Regions from separate parts of the Ovis aries genome. Here region 1 is linked to region 2. A link is a contact called in public Hi-C data. All regions are on one chromosome and are shown on one strand. Each heading gives the region's core, a stretch centred on a gene start, on an enhancer-like site or on the middle of the called end of the contact. The rest is flanking DNA. Distances are from core to core; before and after follow the strand shown. Region 1 overlaps GASK1A (golgi associated kinase 1A). Region 2 overlaps ACKR2 (atypical chemokine receptor 2).

Region 1 (3,675 bases), core at 710-3,209, 86 kb after region 2:
AGGTGTTGGGTGCGCCTGGCATGGGTTTGCTGTAGGCGGGCCGGTCTGGATTTTGCAGGTTGGGGTCTCAGTCATGGGGGAAGAGACCCTGCTGCTCCCGGGTTCTCATTTGCCTGCTCATCTTCTTCAGCCCCTACGGGGTCCAGCCTCAGGATCCAAGAGGGCTCAGGCTCCAGATATGTGACGCCAGCCAGGACGCGGAGGCCTCAGGGGAATCTGGTAGGCGTTTCTTTCTTTCCTCTTCTCACGTAACTTTTATTTTTTACTGGCATCTAGGTGACTTAATCATTCCTTTGGTTTGAGGGGAATAGCAGCTCCATTTTCTTTTTCCCAGTGGAAATGTGGATTTTTATTTTCAAGTTCTTTTTCCATTAGAAGTATTCCAGAGCGCCCAGCTGAGCTTCCTGTGGGCATATGAGTTTGCATATGTGAGTCCAAAGCTACTCTCTGATCCCCTCCTCTTGCCTTTCGTCTTGTTTTATTCTGGGACCCTCTGCTTGGTGTGTAAGGAGTTGATGTGTGCTGGTTTTCATATTCTGTCCGTAAGTGATGTTCTATCCTGTCTTTCTCTCTCTCCGCTGCAGTAGTTCAGCTAGTGTCGTCATGCCTCGCTCCATCATGTCCATGCAAATAATCATGATTTCATTCTTTGTCACGTTTCTTTCTTGAAGCTGAGTGAGAGTCCAGGCCTCAGTAGAGCCAACTTCCTGTATCGTTCCAGTCCGAGGACATCTTGGAGCCTTCCGCGTTCTCTCCTGTGTCCATAGAGCTGTGCCGAACTTGGGGGTTCAGGTGTGTGGGAATTACTGCTTTCTCCGGAGACATTAGCAAAAGTCAGATTCCCGGATCTGCTTGGTCTGGTTTTCTTCGTTTACTAGTTTTATTTATTTATCATGTTTTTGGCTGCGCTGGGTCTGCATTGCTGCTGCCCCTTGGCTTCTAACGTTTGGTGCATGGGCTTCTCGTTGCGGTGGCTTCTCCTGTCCTGGGGCACCGGATCGAGAGCACAGACAGGGTAGTTGTGGCTCACGGGCTTAGTTGCCCTGGAGCGTGGGGAATCTTCCTGGCCCAGGGATCAAACCCATGTCCTCTGCATTGGCAGACGGATTCTTAACCGCTGGACCACCGGGAATGTACTAGCTCTGGCTTTAGACTTTAAAGGAAATTCCATCCTCTTCTTTCTAGTGGTTGTGACCAGTTTGCATCTCTGGAAAAGCTGAGGAGGCACGGTTTTCTCCCAGGCCCTCTGCAGCATTTATTGCTTGTAGACAATCTGAGGATGACCATTCTGACTGGTGAGATATTACATGTCTTTCCCTCTCTGTCTCTCTCTCTCTTTTTTGTTTTTTTTTTTTTTCTCTCAAAATAATACCTTTCTTTCATTCAATTGAATTTTTCTGTGTGTATTTATGTAGTCCGTTGACACCTTTCGGCAGTGCTGGGTGTTTTTTGCTGCCCAGGTTCTCTCTAGCGGCAGCAGGCGGGGGCTCTTTAGTTGGGGTGGGCAGACTCTTTGTGGTGGCCTCTGTTGTTGGGGAGCACTATCTCTTAGGCGGGGGGTTGGAGTAGTTGTGGGTCTTGGGCTCTGTTGATCCTCGGCATATGGGATCTGCCTGGATGAGGAATCAATACGGTGTCCCCTGCGTGGCAGGTGGATTTTTTTCCAGTGAACCACCCAGGAAATCCTCGGTGGTCTTTTGATTGGCATTTTCCTGTGTTTGAGCCTGTTTTCCCATGTTTTTATATTTCACTAAACTCTGCGAGTCAGTTTATCTGTTGCAGCAGGCTTCTGGCAAGTCTGCGGTTTACGAATCCCGTTTTGATTACCCGCCTCCGGTGGTGTCTTGAGGGCAGGTGACATTGACAGCCCCTAAAATCGCTTTGAGAATGTGCAGTGCCCATCAGCCCTGGTTGCAGTCCCCACAAATGTCCACAAGGTGGCAGCACGTTGCCAGCCCACCTCGGCCTGCTCAGGCAACCAGAGCCTTAGTGAAAGGCCTGTTTGTGGGCTGTAAATTAGAGTGCAGTGTGCCCACGGGCTTGTATCTCCTGGCCTCTCAGCCTGTCTCCTTCAGCCCGGAAGACATATCCCAACTGTTGCAAAACCGCTGTGCTGAGGATGCTGCCGCGTGTAGGTGGGGCAACTCTAAGGATGGCTGCGGGAGGTGGAAGCCCCACTCCCAGGACACGTGGAGCTGGGACTTTTAAGAGCTTTTGCAGCCCAGGAGGGCTCCCAGGTATTGGGTGTGCCTGGCATGGGTTTGCTGCAGGTTGGCCCGCCTGGATTTGCAGGTTGGGGTCCCAGTTGGAGGGCAAGAGGCACTGCTTGTCCTGGGTTCTCACTTACCTGCCCATCATTTTCAGCTCCTTCAGCCTCCGCGGGGTCCAGCCTCAGGATCCAAGAGGGCTCAGACTCCAGAAATGTGATGCCAGCCAGGTACCTGGCGACCTTGGGAGTATATTAGATCTTTCTTTCTTTCTTTCCTTTGCTCATTTAACGTTTATTTTTCACTGGCACCTTGGTGAATTAATCATTGCTTTGGTTTGAGGGGAATTGCAGCTGCACTTTCTTTTTCCAGTGGCATTGTCAATTTTTATCGTTCTTTTTCCATCAGGACTGTTCCAGAGCAGCCAGCTGAACTCCCTGTGAATACATGAGTTTGCATATGTCACCAAAGCAACTCTTTGACCCTTCATTTTACCTCTCCCCTTTTGCAACCAAAGGTTTTTTGTTTTATTCTGGGACCCTCTGACTTCGTCGCATATTTGTCTCTCTCTCTCTGCAGTAATTCAGTTAGTGTGGCCATGTCTAGCTCCATCATGTCCACGCAAATGTCATTATGTCATTCTTTGTCCCATTTCTTTCTTGGGGCTGAGTGAGGGTCCAGGGCCTCTATAGACAGAAATTCCTGTATTGTTCCAGGGTCAAAGGACATCTGCGTGGCTTCCGTGATCTCACGTAAGCCCAGGGCTACACCAGACTTCGGGGTTCAGGTGTGTTGGAATTAAGATTTTCTCCAGAGATGCAGGCAAAAGTCAGATTACCAGATCTGCTGGCTCTCGCTTTAGACTTTAAAGGAAATTCCATCCTCTTCTTTCTAATGGTTGTGACCAGTTTGCATCTCTGGAAAAGCTGAAGAGGCACGGTTTTCTCCAGGTCCTTGGCAGCATTTGTTGCTTGTAGACAATCTGAAGATGGCCAGTCTGACTGATAAGAGATGACATTTCTCCCTTTCTTTTTCTGTTTTTAAAAAAAATTTTTTTGTTTTATTCAATTGAATTCTTCTGTATTTATTTATTTAGTCAGTTGATTCCATCGCCGTGCTGGGTCTTCCCTGCTGCCCGGGTTTTTCCCTGGGCACGGCAGGCGGGGGCTCTTCTGTAGTTGCAGTGGGCAGGCTTTCATTGTGGTGGCCTCTCATTTGTGGGAGCTCTGGCTTTAGGGCATGGAGTTGGAGTAGTTGTGAGTCTTGAGCTTCACTGACCCCTGACATATGGGTCTCCCCAGATGAGGAATCAATACCGTGTCCCTTGCCTTGCAGGGGGATTGTTGTGCAGTGAACCACCCCGGAAGCCCTTGGTGGTGGTTTGATTGGCATTTTCCTGATGATAAGCATGTTTGAATCTGTTTTCCTGTGTCTGTATGTTTCAATAAACCCTGAGTCAGTTTACCTG
Region 2 (3,795 bases), core at 299-2,798:
CCCATAACTATGAGATAGCCTTCATTACAAGTCAGTCTTTCTACACACTGATGTTATGGGGTTTCTTTTGTGCAGGGACCAAGTCTTTACCGTATCTCCATATCCCTGAATATGGAGTATTCTGGAGTAACTTTAAAGTGTGCCATTAAAAGGATGATGAGAATTTGGGGGTCATTGAATACCTTTTAAACAGTGAACCCTAGGCTGTGTACTGTCAAGAGTGGAATGGGAAAAGAAAGCAGTGCACTCTGCCTCTGGGGACCTATAACTTAGTTGAAAAGACAGTATATCTGCTTTAATACACTTTAATACATGAAACCTTTAATACACGATCTGATGAAGTGCCAAGACAAGGGCTGTAGGAGTCGGACTTCTCCACTTTTTCTTTCTCTCTCTATGCATAGGAAAGAGACTCATTGAGTTGTGAGGTTGAAATAATAGGACTCCTGATTTCCAGCTGTGAATCAATGTGGAATTCCTCTGGCCACCGATCACCCAGCCTCCACTTGGATACTTTCACCCACAGGGAGAAAGCCCAACATTCCCCAGTCAGGACTTATGATGGTTGTTTGCTAATTTGGAGTGGTAAGGGGAAGCTGAATTGCTTTTTCGCTACCATTCACCGTTTATAATCTTTCTCATAAAATAATCTATACACCTGAAAGAATATGTGTAAAGTCAACAAGGAAGGAAAAGAGTTCTAGTCATAAGCTTTAATCTCAGTAGGCTAGGTCACAATATGTTAGGTAAGGAGAGTCAGATCAGATTGACTGGACGAGGGTCACTTCTGGGGGAAACAAAATGAATTAGTTTCTGAGGCCTATTATTCTCCCAGAGCCCACCTATATGTGAATGTTCCGGGAAGATCTGAGAGTATGAGATTTGGGAGAGGTAAATTCATCCCACACGCCAGGTAGATATTTTATTCCATCTAATTTAGGATTAAAGACCAATGATTTCGGGGGCTCATTAGGGTATTTCTGGAGGTTTCTTGTCAGGAATACAGTGTAGTAAGGAAGGTTTTCAAGTCAGAACGTAAACTTTTTTCTCTAGAAACCTCTGAAAACAGAATCGTATTAGAAAATAAAATTATGTTATGAAGTACTTACTGTTTTGGTGGTGCGCACTAAATAAAACAGGAGGATAATGTAAGGGCTGGCCCATCACTGTATATAATAGCTGACTAAATGAGTAATATCTTTGTTACAGTCTCCGCAGACACATTTATTGACAGGCAGTCAGAACACTATGGGGTAGAACAGTCTTGAGGGCAGGGACATCAAGCCATCTGATAGTGTGGAATTAGCAACAGAGCAGGTCTGGAATAACACTTGAGCAGGGTGGAAGAATGGGCAAGCTTTGGATGGAGAGAACTAGAGATGAGGGTTGGTTGGTGACAGGGCTACAGAGGTTGAATGTATAAGACATGCTATTTGATCAATGCAAAGTACCTAGAAGGCTATAAACCTGGGCTTTGGTGGAGGCAAGGCACAGGAAAATTACCTTCTGTGTGTCCACATAGGTGTGGCAGAATTCATGCAGCTTTGGAACAAGATTAGCTCACAAAGTGCAAATAAGCCATCCATGTGACTCTTAGTAGCTTTTACTGAGTTGATGACTAAGGCTATGTCTTATGTCCATGACTTGACAGAATTTGTCTTCCCAAGAGGTCAGAGGAGAAAATGGGAGTGGTGGGCCAGGAATAATGGGCAGTTCTGGGTGGGCCAGAGTGAGTCACCTTCCTCAGTGCTAATACCAGGAGATCAGACCAAGGGCTTTTGTGTCTGCTGTTTATTCTCGTCACCTTTTCCCCAAATCCTGGCTCTGTCACCTCTTTCATCCTTTGACTTTTCTGATAGGGCCCTGGAGTTGGAACAGGTCTAACTTTACAGATAGAGACCCTGCGGCCCAGAGGGGCCTTATTCCTACAACATGTCAGTTTCAGAGTTGGGGCTAGAAAGGCCTCATGACTACCAAGCCCTTGCACTCTGTCCTCCCCCAGTGTGGCTTTCCTCTTTAAGTCACCTCCCTGTGTGCCAACCAAGGGGCAAAAGGGACACAGGACAAGACATGGCAGAAACTTGAAGTGGTGGTCTCTCGAATATAAGGTGCCCCAGGGAACATGAGGAGAGGCAGGAGGAGTCGGGCCACAGGCCCATCTTCCATGACCCCATTCTCTCCCATATTTTCTTCTGCAATGTAGTCCCTACAAGTGAAAACATCTTACCTTGAAATTTTGTCTGCGACTCTGCCACCCCTGATAGTCTGGCCTCGTCAAGAGGATAAGGAGCAACATGGAAGAAGAACAGAAGGTGTAATGTAGGATGAAGCAGCAAAGCTCATGAGATCCCTTCATGCCTTACTTTTATCTTCTCCTCCCTTGCCTTCTGCTCCTGGCAGTGCTGTACCTAAGTTCTGTCCTTGGCTGGCTTGCATTTCAGAAAGGCTTTGTTGCTTCTGGCAAGCATCGTTAAGTTAAACCTGCTGGTCTATCTGTTTGACCACCGCTGTAACCCTCTCCTCTCAGACCCCTCAAAATCAGATGTACACTCTTTTTCCATAGGTTAGGTAAATGTTCTATTGATGCTTCTGTTTAGATCAGGAAGGGAACTCCCAACATCCTTTCAGTAAATTATTGTAAAACATTTTGGTCCCTGTTTTGTATAATTTGGGGTTGGTGATACCAGAGATGGCCCAGAAGTTCCAAGCCTGATCCTGGGACCATAATTTCGCAAAATGTTTAAGGCAAACAAACTCTCATTATCGCCAGTCTGAATCAGAGATCTGTGAGAAAACAAGGAAATGGCCACCAGCAGAGGTTGCAAAATCTCACTAAGGCTGTTGGTGAAACTCTTTGTCTTTTATGTACCTATGAAAAGCCCATGAAAGCAAAAGAGCAAGCCCTCCTTAGAGAAGGTGTGCCAGTTGTTACTTAACATCTCCTTATTCCAATCCACCCTTCACTGCTTTGCTTGTGATATCACGTTTCCTCCTTGTCAGCAGGCTCACTGTTGAGCTTTGTCAGTAGGGGGTGCTGGAGGACAAATTTCATCTGCATGAGTGAGTGGTTTCTTCATCTTCTGCCTACTAGAGTCCCAGTCATGGGGAGTCCTGCTTGCCAGGACCCAAATAATGAAAATATTGTCAGGATATTATCAGTATTAAATTATTGATTTAAGAATTATTTAAGATTTAAGACTCAGATATTTACATTCGTTTATTGTCTTTGAAATCTGGTGTGTGATTTGGACATTCAAGTGCTCAGTAGCCACATATGACCGGTGGCTTCTGTATTGGACAGTGCAGCTCTGGAACATGGTTCGCCTACACATACTTAATGGGAATGACACTTTGGGAGACAGTTTAAAAAAAGGAAACTGCATAAAAAATATTAGACTTAATCCTGTAGCTTTATTGATCATATTAATGGTGTGTTTTTAAATAATTTTCTTCTTCTGCTGCTGCTGCTGCTAAGTCGCTTCAGTCTTGTCTGACTCCATGCGACCCCATAGATGGCAGCCCACCAGGCTCCGCTGTCCCTGGGATTCTCCAGGCAAGAACACTGGAGTGGGTTGCCATTTCCTTCTCCAGTGCATGAAAGTGAACAGTGAAAGTGAAGTCACTGAGTCGTGTCCAACTCTCAGCGACTCCATGGACTGCAGTCTACCAGGCTCCTCCGTCCATGGGATTTTCCAGGCAAGAGTACTGGAGTGGGGTGCCATTGTATAAGTAAACATAGTAGTGATTATGTGTATTATTTTAGGAATCAACATTTTCAGCACAAAAGTAAAGGAA

The links. Hi-C and Micro-C count contacts between places; a contact is called where the count stands out from the background.
Region 1: a contact with region 2 is called in a Hi-C map of mixed tissues, with 6 times the contacts expected there. The contact joins two enhancer-like sites. A contact is called at or near these places in 6 of 16 Hi-C or Micro-C datasets (hypothalamus, liver, mixed tissues and 3 more).

The regions. Positions count from the first base shown.
Region 1 is chr19:14,966,807-14,970,481 of ARS-UI_Ramb_v3.0, forward strand. All of the region lies in intron 3 of GASK1A (golgi associated kinase 1A), which reads left to right. Among named protein-coding and RNA genes, the nearest start is that of TRNAG-ACC, 20 kb to the left of the region's middle. Within about 2 kb of position 1,960, at least 5 of the 54 cell types and tissues checked have an H3K27ac peak or open chromatin away from gene starts, as enhancers often do.
Region 2 is chr19:14,881,078-14,884,872 of ARS-UI_Ramb_v3.0, forward strand. All of the region lies in intron 8 of ACKR2 (atypical chemokine receptor 2), which reads left to right. Among named protein-coding and RNA genes, the nearest start is that of CCDC13, 27 kb to the left of the region's middle. Within about 2 kb of position 1,549, at least 8 of the 54 cell types and tissues checked have an H3K27ac peak or open chromatin away from gene starts, as enhancers often do.